4 separate regions of the Mus musculus genome follow, and all the other regions are linked to region 4. Evidence: chromatin contacts called from public Hi-C and HiChIP or PLAC-seq data. All regions are on one chromosome and are shown on one strand. Each heading gives the region's core, a stretch centred on a gene start, on an enhancer-like site or on the middle of the called end of the contact. The rest is flanking DNA. Distances are from core to core; before and after follow the strand shown.

Evidence for each region. HiChIP or PLAC-seq counts read pairs in DNA pulled down with a chosen protein or histone mark. Hi-C and Micro-C count contacts between places; a contact is called where the count stands out from the background.
Region 1: a contact with region 4 is called in a CTCF HiChIP or PLAC-seq map of large pre-B cells, with 22 times the contacts expected there. The contact joins two enhancer-like sites. A contact is called at or near these places in 2 of 15 datasets of contacts at CTCF or cohesin (large pre-B cells and pro-B cells), 1 of 484 Hi-C or Micro-C datasets (uterus) and 2 of 9 other capture datasets (adipose tissue and embryonic tail).
Region 2: a contact with region 4 is called in a Hi-C map of B cells, with 2.9 times the contacts expected there. The contact joins two enhancer-like sites. A contact is called at or near these places in 3 of 15 datasets of contacts at CTCF or cohesin (large pre-B cells, pro-B cells and stem cell-derived epiblast-like cells), 9 of 484 Hi-C or Micro-C datasets (B cells, CD4 T cells, brown adipocytes and 5 more), 1 of 115 datasets of contacts at active chromatin or transcription factors (large pre-B cells) and 1 of 9 other capture datasets (embryonic stem cells).
Region 3: an H3K27ac HiChIP or PLAC-seq map of large pre-B cells shows a contact between it and region 4, with 14 times the contacts expected there. The contact joins two enhancer-like sites. A contact is called at or near these places in 1 of 39 promoter capture datasets (the C10 cell line), 2 of 15 datasets of contacts at CTCF or cohesin (large pre-B cells and pro-B cells), 8 of 484 Hi-C or Micro-C datasets (the C10 cell line, cortical neurons, embryonic fibroblasts and 4 more) and 2 of 115 datasets of contacts at active chromatin or transcription factors (embryonic basal ganglia and large pre-B cells).

Annotation. Positions count from the first base shown.
Region 1 is chr11:44,919,023-44,921,722 of GRCm38.p6, reverse strand. All of the region lies in intron 9 of Ebf1 (early B cell factor 1), which reads right to left. Among named protein-coding and RNA genes, the nearest start is that of Gm51859, 170 kb to the left of the region's middle. Within about 2 kb of position 1,377, at least 7 of the 459 cell types and tissues checked have an H3K27ac peak or open chromatin away from gene starts, as enhancers often do.
Region 2 is chr11:44,763,931-44,766,630 of GRCm38.p6, reverse strand. The region is part of intron 6 of Ebf1 (early B cell factor 1); the gene reads right to left. Among named protein-coding and RNA genes, the nearest start is that of Ebf1, 150 kb to the right of the region's middle. Within about 2 kb of position 1,365, at least 23 of the 459 cell types and tissues checked have an H3K27ac peak or open chromatin away from gene starts, as enhancers often do. A contact at or near this core is called in B cells, where this site is marked.
Region 3 is chr11:44,891,692-44,894,391 of GRCm38.p6, reverse strand. All of the region lies in intron 8 of Ebf1 (early B cell factor 1), which reads right to left. Among named protein-coding and RNA genes, the nearest start is that of Gm51859, 200 kb to the left of the region's middle. Within about 2 kb of position 1,286, at least 71 of the 459 cell types and tissues checked have an H3K27ac peak or open chromatin away from gene starts, as enhancers often do.
Region 4 is chr11:45,530,223-45,532,922 of GRCm38.p6, reverse strand. No RefSeq gene overlaps it. Among named protein-coding and RNA genes, the nearest start is that of Gm22284, 110 kb to the left of the region's middle. Within about 2 kb of position 1,377, at least 6 of the 459 cell types and tissues checked have an H3K27ac peak or open chromatin away from gene starts, as enhancers often do. A contact at or near this core is called in B cells, where this site is marked.

The DNA of each region.
Region 1 (2,700 bases), core at 128-2,627, 610 kb after region 4:
TTTTCTGACCTCCATAGGTACCAGGTGTACCCATGGTATGCATACAAACATGTAGGTAATGCATTCATACACAAAAAATAAAAATAAACAAATCTAAAAATATGTTATGAAATGAATGTCTTCCATACATAATATTCTAAACATTCCTGAAATAAATCCATGTGTAAATATGCTCATAACTCTACTAAATGTTTGACTCCAGTAGGCACAATTACCCTTACAGGAATCCATTCTTCTTAACCCAGTAATATTAGAACACTCACCAAATAACTCACTATCAAAGTGACAACTCGACTAGCTTTGCACTTATATCCCAACAGGAGCACGGGCTGCTGTCTATATGGTTTCTATATGGTAAGGAAAAGGAACACTGCTCAACATTTGTGGCTTCAATAAGAAATGAAGTAAATATTTTAAGGTATTAAAGAGTTTGAGAAATGGCTTAGTTGTTAAAACTACTTGCTGTTCTTCTAGAGAACAAAGTCCTTGGGTAGCCTACAACTGCTTTTAAATCAATCCAGCTAGAGAATCTTATGCCCTCTTCCTGTCTCTTGGGGTACTGCACACACATGTACATGCATACACAAACACACACACATGCATATGCACACACACAAGCACACAAGTCAAAATAAAAATAAATCTAAAATGAAAAGAAGTTAAGACAGTAATAATAAAATGTCTACACTAAAAGAGTGTTTATTCCTAAACTTACACAACTTTAAATGTGATTTATTTATCTTCCTTGTGTATATGTGTGCTCATCCCTTCTGCTTTCACAGGAAGTAATAATATAAATAAACTACTGTGGGAAACTATTATCAAAATGAAAAGTAGAAGAATGCCAGTGTGGAGTACTATGTATTAGATGTGTAACTGCACAGAGGAAAGCTCCAAAGGTTAACAGAAGTAGCCTCTTTGGTTAAGTGTTCTTTGGTGAAGTTCAGTTTCCTCTGACTCCCTCTCTATTTCCTCCAACCCCTCAACAGCAAATACACATGCACATTACAGTCAAGGGAAACCATTAGGGACTGTATGATGATGGAAGACTCATGGACTGAGTCTTCATGGCCTGGAGAGACTACCCAGCTACCAGGAAGCAAAAATATGGTCCTTTCCAGCTGCCTATATGAGTGTTTGTTTACCCCAAACTCAGACAGGAGAGCCAGAAGAGCCCTGTGGTGTGGGCCCAAAAGACACAGGCTCATCACAAACTATGGGTGGCAAAGATGTCTCTGAGAGAGAGAGAGAGAGAGAGAGAGAGAGAGAGAGAGAGATCCAGATGTGGAGGTGGAGAAATGGGGCTCTACGTGACAGAAGCAGGGGAAAGAGCAGAGAGGACTGGAGCAGGCAGAGCAGCTGTGGAGGCAGCAGTCTGAAGAAACCACCTGCAAAGTCAGGAAGGCCGGAGAGGAAGCATGGGTCTGTGTGTGGTCTCTTGTGGCATCCAAAGGACACTAGGAGCAGGGAGGCATGATCCATGAACAGTTGGAGTGCTAAGAAAAACACGTTGTAGAGTCCTGGGGGAAGGCATGTCTTTGGGAGAGCTATCTTCTCTGAGGAACAACAGCATGTGCTCTCCATAGCTCCCTCGTACTCAATAATGAAGGTGATGACCTAAGCAACGCTGACCTGTTGTGGCCTTCTCGCGGTGCGCTCAGCACTAACCTAAGCTCTTCCGGGGACTTGTGCCCGATAGACTTCAGGGGGCAGGCATGGCTATTAAGTGGTTCATAAGTAAGGAGAGTGAATTTCAGGAAGGTTTAGAAACCTAACCAATTAGAAGCAGCAAGCTCCCCTGACTAATGGCTGTCATCATCATGCCACAACTGTCCTCTTTCTCTAGACTGCTTATCATGTTACAATAATTTCTGGACTTTACCCTCTCTCTCTGCCTTTGAAAACATCAATCTCATCCCTAGTAGCTCCTTTACCTTCCATGTCTGGAGCACTGGAAGCACACAACTGTTCTCTCTGGGAAGCTAAGCTGAGAACAGCTCCCCAGCAGAGCTCAGAAGCAACTCCACCAGCAGCCTACATGTGTGTCCTCTAGCCACTGGCTTTATATAAAAGAAAAGCAATGCGAAGTGCTGAGCCATGTGCAAAAAGAGAACTAGAACATACACCACACACACACACACACACACACATACACACACACACAATGCCAAATTTCCCGCACCAGCTTCACAACCCTGAACTAACTATCTGCCACATTAGAAAGTCAAGTAAGAAAAAAAAATCGACAGTACAGGGGAACACCAGGGCCAAAAAGGGGGAGTGGGTGGGCAGGGGAGTGGGGGTGGGTGGATATGGGGGACTTTTGGTATAGCATTGGAAATGTAAATGAGTTAAATACCTAATAAAAAAAAAAGAAAAAAAAAAAGAAAAAAAAAAAAAAGAAAAAGAAATCGAGTGTAAAGACTCAGCGGGATAGAGAAAAGGGAAGGGGCAGTTTGTTATTGTTTATGGAAAACTAATTAACACTAATCATCAGAAAAAAAACTCTCAAGTACAATAAAGGGCTTTGAACACAGACTCTGGGCTCTGCAATTGCCACATTCCATGCCTCAGTTTACCAGTAGAATCATAGGCTACAGAAGCTTGGATCTTCTCTGTGGGAGCTCAGAATAATATTAAATATGTTTTGTGTTTGGGTTGTGCTTCTCCAGGGATGCTAACGCACCTTCTAGATTAATT
Region 2 (2,700 bases), core at 116-2,615, 770 kb after region 4:
TATATACATATATATATATATATATATATATCCACTGAGTACTACATAGCTCTGCATTCAATAGGTAAGAGTTAAACAGAAAGTAATTTGTTGCTACTTGCAGGCATACATCACCAGTAAGATGTGTGTTCCCATTTAAAGGCTGCACATCTGGGATCAGTTGACGTATCCATCTGCTAACTACCCCAGTAAACAGTATGTCTGGGACCGTCAAACTCCTGCATCCATCACAAATTCCTGCTTTAATTGTGTGTTTACGTGGCAAACCTCTGCTTAAGTATATTTTAATACTGTTTTAAGCAGTTGTAATTGCTCCTTTCTTCTCCATAGTAACTCCAACACGTTTTATTTACCATTACGACAGACTGGGATTCTGCTAGCCCCATAGATAAATAAAGACATAAACCCTCATCCTGTACCAGAAAGAAACAGCAGAAGCTGTGAGGCCAAAACCAAGGGCTTTGATCTCCCAGCCCAGACATCATGGGTCTCTTGCATGAAATCAGTGCTTTGAGTCACAAGTTCAAATCTCTGCAAGGCCACTTCTGTCTTGCTCTATATTTTCAACTGGAGGAAAGGAATGGAGGAGGAGGAGGAGGAGGAGGAGGAGGAGGAGGAGGAGGAGGAGGAGGAGGAGGAGGAAAGCTTTGAAGAGAATAGTCAAACCTCTTACCTTGAGAAAGATAAGAAGCCAGCCACAGGTTTCCTTCATTGTCTTTAAGGATTGTTAATGTTCTGTGTATTAGAGAGTGAGAACTTCAAAGTTTTATAAGAGCTGGGCATCTTAAGGTTTAGGAGAGTGGATGGGGACAACGGGAGGGATTAACATGTGCTGAGGATGCCTAAAGTCACGTAGTGTAGCCTTAGATCTTACTGAAATGTTTTCATCGTCTCTTGATTGTGTTGGGAATGTGGGGAGCAGAGGCATCCCTGTTGCCATTCATGGCACAAGTCTGGAGGTTCCAAGAACAACTTTTAAGAACCACTTCTACCCTCCCACCATGTGGATTCCAGGGAAGATACTCAAGTCACTGCCCTTACCACCTGGTCCATCTTGCTGCCCCCTGAGCTGACTTTAAAGCTAGGATTTCATAATTGAGTTTACTAACAACCTGAAATCACAAGAAAATGGACGAGAAAGGGGAGGGGAGGGAAAGAGAAGAAGGCAAGGGCAAAAATGAAGGGGAAAACAAAAAGAAGAGGAGAGAGCAGCAGCCTCCATAATTAGGGAGAACTATGCAGAGGTCCCCTCACACAAGAGGGGATTTTACTATATTTTTCCAGCCTGCCCAACATATATATGTATAGCAGGATGTCAGACTTCACACGGTACTGTTTGGCCACTCCTCGGGTTTGAGGAACTGAAAATCTTGTGTGCCTGTGTATTATTGTACTGATGCAAATAGTGGACTTTTCTACTCGATTGACCATCATTTTCTCAGGCTGTTCTGTTTGCCACTTTCGGTTCCTACCTCATCTGTAAACGCTCACATAGTCATGGGGCAGAGCAGGGCACAGCCTCGGGGCTGCCAGCTGAGGACCCTCCTTTAGAGTTCAGGACTTACTTCCGATCAATCCAGTTAAATCACGGGTTGAATAGAAGCCGATCACCGAGGCCAGAGAGACTGGCTTGTCGAAGACACGGATTTCCAAGACTCTCAGCAAAGATGCTGGAGGCCGCTTTTTGCCTTGAGAATACTGAATGCAACTCCAAATTGCTTTTAATTCATTTGCCTTTGTGAGTTGGCCCCGTGAAAATGGATAAACCATCGCGTGTGAGGAATTGTTCTTCAGGGTGGCCCCTACTTAACAAGAGGGTGCTGTTTGATCTGTTTGATAATGATTACTGGTGTCTGTTCAGGCCTAAAGAGAAATAGGGGGTTTACTTCAGCAACCTCAAGCTTCCTGCCAAGCCAGTGCAGGCTGGTAAGAGTGTGGCAGGCGCAGAGGTCGTATGGCCCGCTAACCTCTTGGACAGTCTCTCTGTGTCTGTGACTAGGAAGCACTGAACACTCTTTCTGGACACCAACCTATGAGCACAAGTCCAAGATGGAGACACTCTGCACTTCTTGCCTACTCATTCCTCAGACCATTTTTCACTAGGACTTGTGGAGCCTTGAATACACATAAAAGGAAACTGAATTACTACTAAGGGGGAAATAACCTGAATCAACACAGGCCGGTGTGTGCCGGGTCTATTTTTATCCTGCAATCCTCAGAGGGGAGCGGGCACTGCAGAGAAGTAACTGGAATGCATTTATATCAACTTTAGACCTTATATCCAGTAATTGGCAGAGGTAAGATTCAAACTCAGGTCTCAGTCAACAGCATAAAACTTCAGCCCTCCCTGTTTGGTATCACCAGTAGCCAAGCCACATTGTTTTGTCCAGCACAAAACAGCCAGGGTTTCACATGAGGTCAAATTGGTTTCAAGCCAATTTCAACCCGTGCAAGCAAGGGTTAGACTTGCAAATGAACCCATCCTACCCTGTTCTGATGTTTCAGAAAACTCCTGCAAACTCTCTGCTGCTCATCTTTGGAAGCCATGTAAAATGATGGAGTCCCATCTCAGTCACCACCTTTCCCTGAGAGACACAGGATTTCTGATTGCAGTTGATGGTTTTTCTAGGACAGATCTCTGCTGGCTAATTATACCCTCATGGAATGAGTGTTGCCTGCACTGGAGAGGTTCATAGGTAC
Region 3 (2,700 bases), core at 37-2,536, 640 kb after region 4:
AACTTGACTCTTCATTTAGCCACACCCAACTCCTTAACAGTTGGCCTCAGTTTCCCTTATTTTTAAGTGGATTCTATAACTGCATTGCCCTCCCCTGGCTGTTAAGAGCATTAAAAAAATATTTTTTTTCCCAAAACACTCATCACTAGACCACATGCACCAGCAGCAAAATCAGCATCCCTAGAGACACAGGCCCAGATCTGTAGTGTGCAATCTATTGGACCAGGAGCTGTAGCACTCACCACAAGATTGGAAAGGAAACAATGGACTTCTTTGTCCAACCAAAAGAGAGACACTAACACATGTAAAATTTCTAAGTTCACTTCTCAGAAGCAATTCTTAGACCTACACCACCCTTCTCCCCTCAAATGTCTAATGGTCTATCCCAATGTAATAGTCAAACAACCTATTGACTTTTTTTCGTCTTCACTTCACTAACTGCTACTCATTCAAATATGAGAAGCTTCCCGACTCCTCAGACTCTGCTGGGTCCCTTGTATTAAGCCTTCTTAGCAACCTGTATTTCTCTTTCACAGCCCTTATCAACATTGCCAATTAAATCATCGAGATTATCATTGTTTCCTGCATATGAATTGGTATGTACACATAGCTGTGTACCTCGTCATGTTAGTGCTGGCCCCGGCTTTGCTCTCCTCTGCCCCTCTCTTATCTAATATAGTAGGCAGAGAGCCGGTAAATATTTGTTGACCAGATAAACGACCGAATGGAAAGCAAATGAGCAATCATTGATGGTCTGATGTTGTGAAAGAACTGAAGTGGGTGGAGTAAAAGTTGAGGATCCTTCCAGCCTGCACTAACAAACCACCTCTTACAAAGCTGGGCAGCTCATGCCTGTGAATGTGGCATCTAGGAGGTAGGAGCAGGAAGAGCAGGGAGTTCAAGGCCAGCTTTGACTATATAGCCTGGGCTCCGGGAGACCCTGTCTCCAAAGAACAAGAAACAAACAAAACAAACGATTGCCGCTATACCCACAATGTGCTTCCTCCATGGATAAGAGACCACGTAGAGTCCTGTTTCCTGGGCTGCGCTGGCCTCGGTTCAAGCAGCTGGTACCCCATTCTCTTGGGAGTTAAAATTAGTATCAGTAACCCACACACAGCCATACCCCCTCACACCCCATCCCACCCCCACCCCATGAAGAAGACTCTAATCATGCAAGGACCCAGGTGGGGCTTTCTGACAGATTTAAAGTTAGAAGGGAAGGTAGCAGACACCGGAAGGTAGCAGCCACCGGCTTCCGGAGGCACCAGGACTTCCTGCCTTTAAGCCGTGCTGGGTTCCTGTCCTGCCTTCCCCACCCTTCCCCCACGCATCAGCCTCAACAGAGTTGCTGCTCTCTCTGCCATTTGAACTCAAATCCTATCTCGGAAATTGATGGGTGATGCTGCCCTTGACAACACAGTGTCAGCTTAACTCAGTGTCCAGCTGGTTCTGTGCACATTATCATAATGCGCTGCCTGGGCGGGCGCTGCCTGGGCGGACTCTGCTCGATGCTTGCTCTTGCTTCGTGTCCTTCTCTGCCTTCTGACATACAGAGATTGCTTGTTTAAAAATAAAAATAGAGACAATATCTTAGGAGAGGTTTTGATTTTTAGAATTTCTCTAGAACAGAAACTCTACCTTAATGGCAAAATGAACCTAAAAAGCTTTCTTTCAACCAACAACAACAAAAAAAAAAGACAAACAACAAACAAAAACACAGGGTTTATTGGGAAAAAATAAAAATGAATATTTCCCAGGGCCTTACATGTTTCCTATTAAATTGAATGAATTATTATTTTTTATCTTTAAAGCCTTTCTAACAGCATGCTTCAAACTTAAGTCATAATTTTGCTACATTCCAGTACCATGTAGGCAATTACTTACTTGATTTTATCGAGTTGTGATTTTTATTTTAACCATCTAATACTTTCTCTAAGCTTGATCTTACCCTAAGCACTAATGTCCATGAGATCACCGTTTTGAAGTAACAGCTGTGGTTTTTTTCCCTAATGGATTAAGATAGGCATATAGCTATTGTAAGATATCTTAAGTCATGCATGGGGATATATACCTGTACCCTGCAACTCAGGGACAGAGGTAGATGGATTATGAGTTTGGAGCCAGCCTAGGCTGCTTAATGAGATCTTGGTGTGTGAGTTTGTATGTGTTCAGGTATGCATGCCCCTACATACGAATGGTCAAGCAGAATATCCATTGGGTATTTTTCTCTCACTTTCTGCCATATCCCCTTGAGACAGTCTCTCACTGAACTGAAAGCTTGACATTTTGACTATGCTAGCCTGTGAGTTTAACTCGGCAGAACTATCACCTCGGTGTTTGGGTCGCTACCCCGAAAAGCTGTGTCTGTAGTTCCTCACGAAGTCAGAGACATTCTCACAGAATCATCAGAGCTTGAAGGGCGATCCCAAACCTCCACTTAATGATGAGGGGACAAAGGGCCAGAGAATTCCTAGTCCATCCTCAAAGCCATGTATGAAAGCAAGAGAAAGCTCCATCTTAACAAATTTCCGTAAGTAAAACTGACAAAATAAAGAGAAAAATTAGAGATTGAAGAGATGGTACAGTGGTGTAGAGCACATACAGCTCTTGCAGAGGACTCAACTTCAGCTCTCTGCACTCACAGCTGGTAGCTCACAGCTGCCTGTAACTACACCTCCAGAGTAGCCTGAAGCTCTG
Region 4 (2,700 bases), core at 128-2,627:
TTTCCAACATAGTATCATTCGGTTTGTTCTTCAAATCATCTACTGACCACCCACCTATCCATCTACCCATCCACCCTTCTAACCATCCATTCATCCATTTATCCATCCAGCAACCTATCCATGTGTCTAACCACCTACCTACCCACCCACTCACCCACCTATCCATCCATCCATCCATCCATCCATCCATCCATCCATCCATCCATCCATCTATTCATACATTCACCTATCCACTCGGCTACCAGTTTATCTACCTATGTACCCACCTGTCCACCCTGCTCACCCACCCACCTATCTATCCATCCACCCATCCACTCTTCCATCTATCCATCCACCAATCTGTCCATTCACCTGTTCATACACGCCTACCCACTACCAGTTCAGCTACCTATCCACCCCACTCACCCAGTCACTTATCCACTACCCATCTAAAAAGCATCACAGACGGCATTCTTTAAAAATGTACAATGGACCAGTTATAGCCTCAGACTTAATACAAAACAAATTGGCAGATGACCCTAAAAAAAATAATAATAATAAATGCTCTTACAAGTGAGATACACCAAGTGTCTAATAGTGGTATTGGACAATCTTGAAATGCACATAAAGGAAAATGGGGCTGACTAAGAAAGCATTACTTTAGAGTGTGGGGACAGAGCTGTATCTTAAAGGATAACTGAAGTAGTACTGAGGCAAAGGAAAGGGGAAAATTGAGTAGAGGAGCCATGAAGAGGGAAGTAAGGAAAAGACGGACAGAAAATTGAAGTCCCAAAGTAGAGCAGCTAGGTGGAGTGAAGTATCTGAGAAGCAGGGAATGGGGAAGGTGGGAAGGCTGGTTGGTGCCAGACCCTGGAAAAGAGCACGGTTAAGTCAGTTAATCCAGTGTGGAGCAATGAGGCAGGGAGGGCTCCTGAGGCCCCATTCTCAGCCGAGGGGCAGATGGCTGGCTGCTGATACATTCAGGGGGAGGGAGAGTCAACTTTCTTTGGGGTTGTAGCCATGGGTAGGCTGCTCACACATATGGGCAGAACTAGTTAGAGAGAGAGAGAGAGAGAGAGAGAGAGAGAGGAAAAGACAGACAGACGGACCTAAAATTTCGAAGAAGTTGTGTTGAGGGAAGGCCAAGGGGAGTTGCAGGGAAGGAGTGGGAGGTAGATATATTGGATACATGTATGACATTTCCAAAGAGTATAAGAAATACAAACAGAAGAGCCTGGACTATAAAACTGGGGAACATAAAGCAGTAAGCTTCCCATCCTGGGACTGGAGACTTGAAGCCTCTCCCTGGCAGGGAGAGGCATCATGGAGGAAGTGCATCATGGTGTAGTATGTGGAGTGTTTGCCTTTTCTCTTAACCAAGTCACAGACCTTTCAGTGAGGCTTCAGTGGGTTCTGCTGTGTGTCTAATCAAGGAACCATGGACAGGCGCTAGTTATGATATCCCAGTTCTTTCAAAAAGGGAAGGAAACGTAGGCCTTTGCTTAGGGGACTGCATCTTAGTCGTGTCCGAACAGTAACTTCATGCGCAAAGCAAGTGAATTATCACCGTAATTAAAGTTTTCAACACACATCCCTGAAATTAGACATCTAGAAAAACAAAGCCAGTGTGCAGCTTGTTGAATTGGTAGATAGTAAATAACATTACAGTCACTCCACAAATGAAGAAGTGGAACAGCTGCCTGCACATGTAACTCTGTCTGTCCCAACTGTAACAAGTCCCCTTCTCTGAAAATAACTACTTTTTAATGACCCGCGTCTTACACTGGTCTATGGCTTTATCAGCTGTGGACATTACCTCATCCTCTAGTCTTGCTCGTGTATATGATTTTTAAATGTTATAGATCTTTTCAAGTCTATGGCTCCCCCTTCTTCATTGCCTTTAAAAACAATTACATGTATGTCATTACATGTATGAATGTACTTTATGTGTACAGACCTCAGAGGACAACTTCTAACTTTTCACCATGTATGTCCTTGGGATATATAACTACAGGTGCTCCGGCTTAGTGGCAGTGCGTCTACCCTTGAATCCTATCTCTGCCTGGGCTGGTTACATTTTTTGTTAACTTGATGCAGGCAAGGGTCACCTGGAAAGAGATTGAGAAATGCCTCCATAAGACTGTTCTGTAGACAAGTCCGTGAGGCATTTTCTTGATGGAAGAGGGTTCAGTCCACTGTGGGGTTGTACTATCCACATGTAGGTGGTCCTGGGTTCTCTAAAACCTAAATGGAGCAAGCCACTGGGAGCAAGTCAGTAGGCAGCATTCTCCCATGGCCTCTGATGAGCTCAACGGTGGGTACACAACAGAAACCAGTGACTATCCATCTCCTGGGCATCCATCAGTAACCAGTAGTTCAGCTCGGAGATGCAGGTCCCCATAACCCTATAAGTCCTTTCCCATTAATGATTGAGTATGGGGCTGGAGAGATGCCTCAGTGGTTAAGAGCACTGACTGCTCTTCCGGATGTTCTGATTTCAATTCCCAGCAACCACATAGTGGCTCACAACCATCTGTAATGGGATTTGATGCACTCTTTAGGTGTGTCCGAAGACAGCTACAATGTACTCATATAACATAATAAATAAATAAATAAATAAATAAATAAATAAATAAATCTTAAACAAAATGAGTATGGATGGGCTCAGTCTTGTACAGGTTCAATATAGACAGCTGCAGTGGATCTCATGACTGCACTATT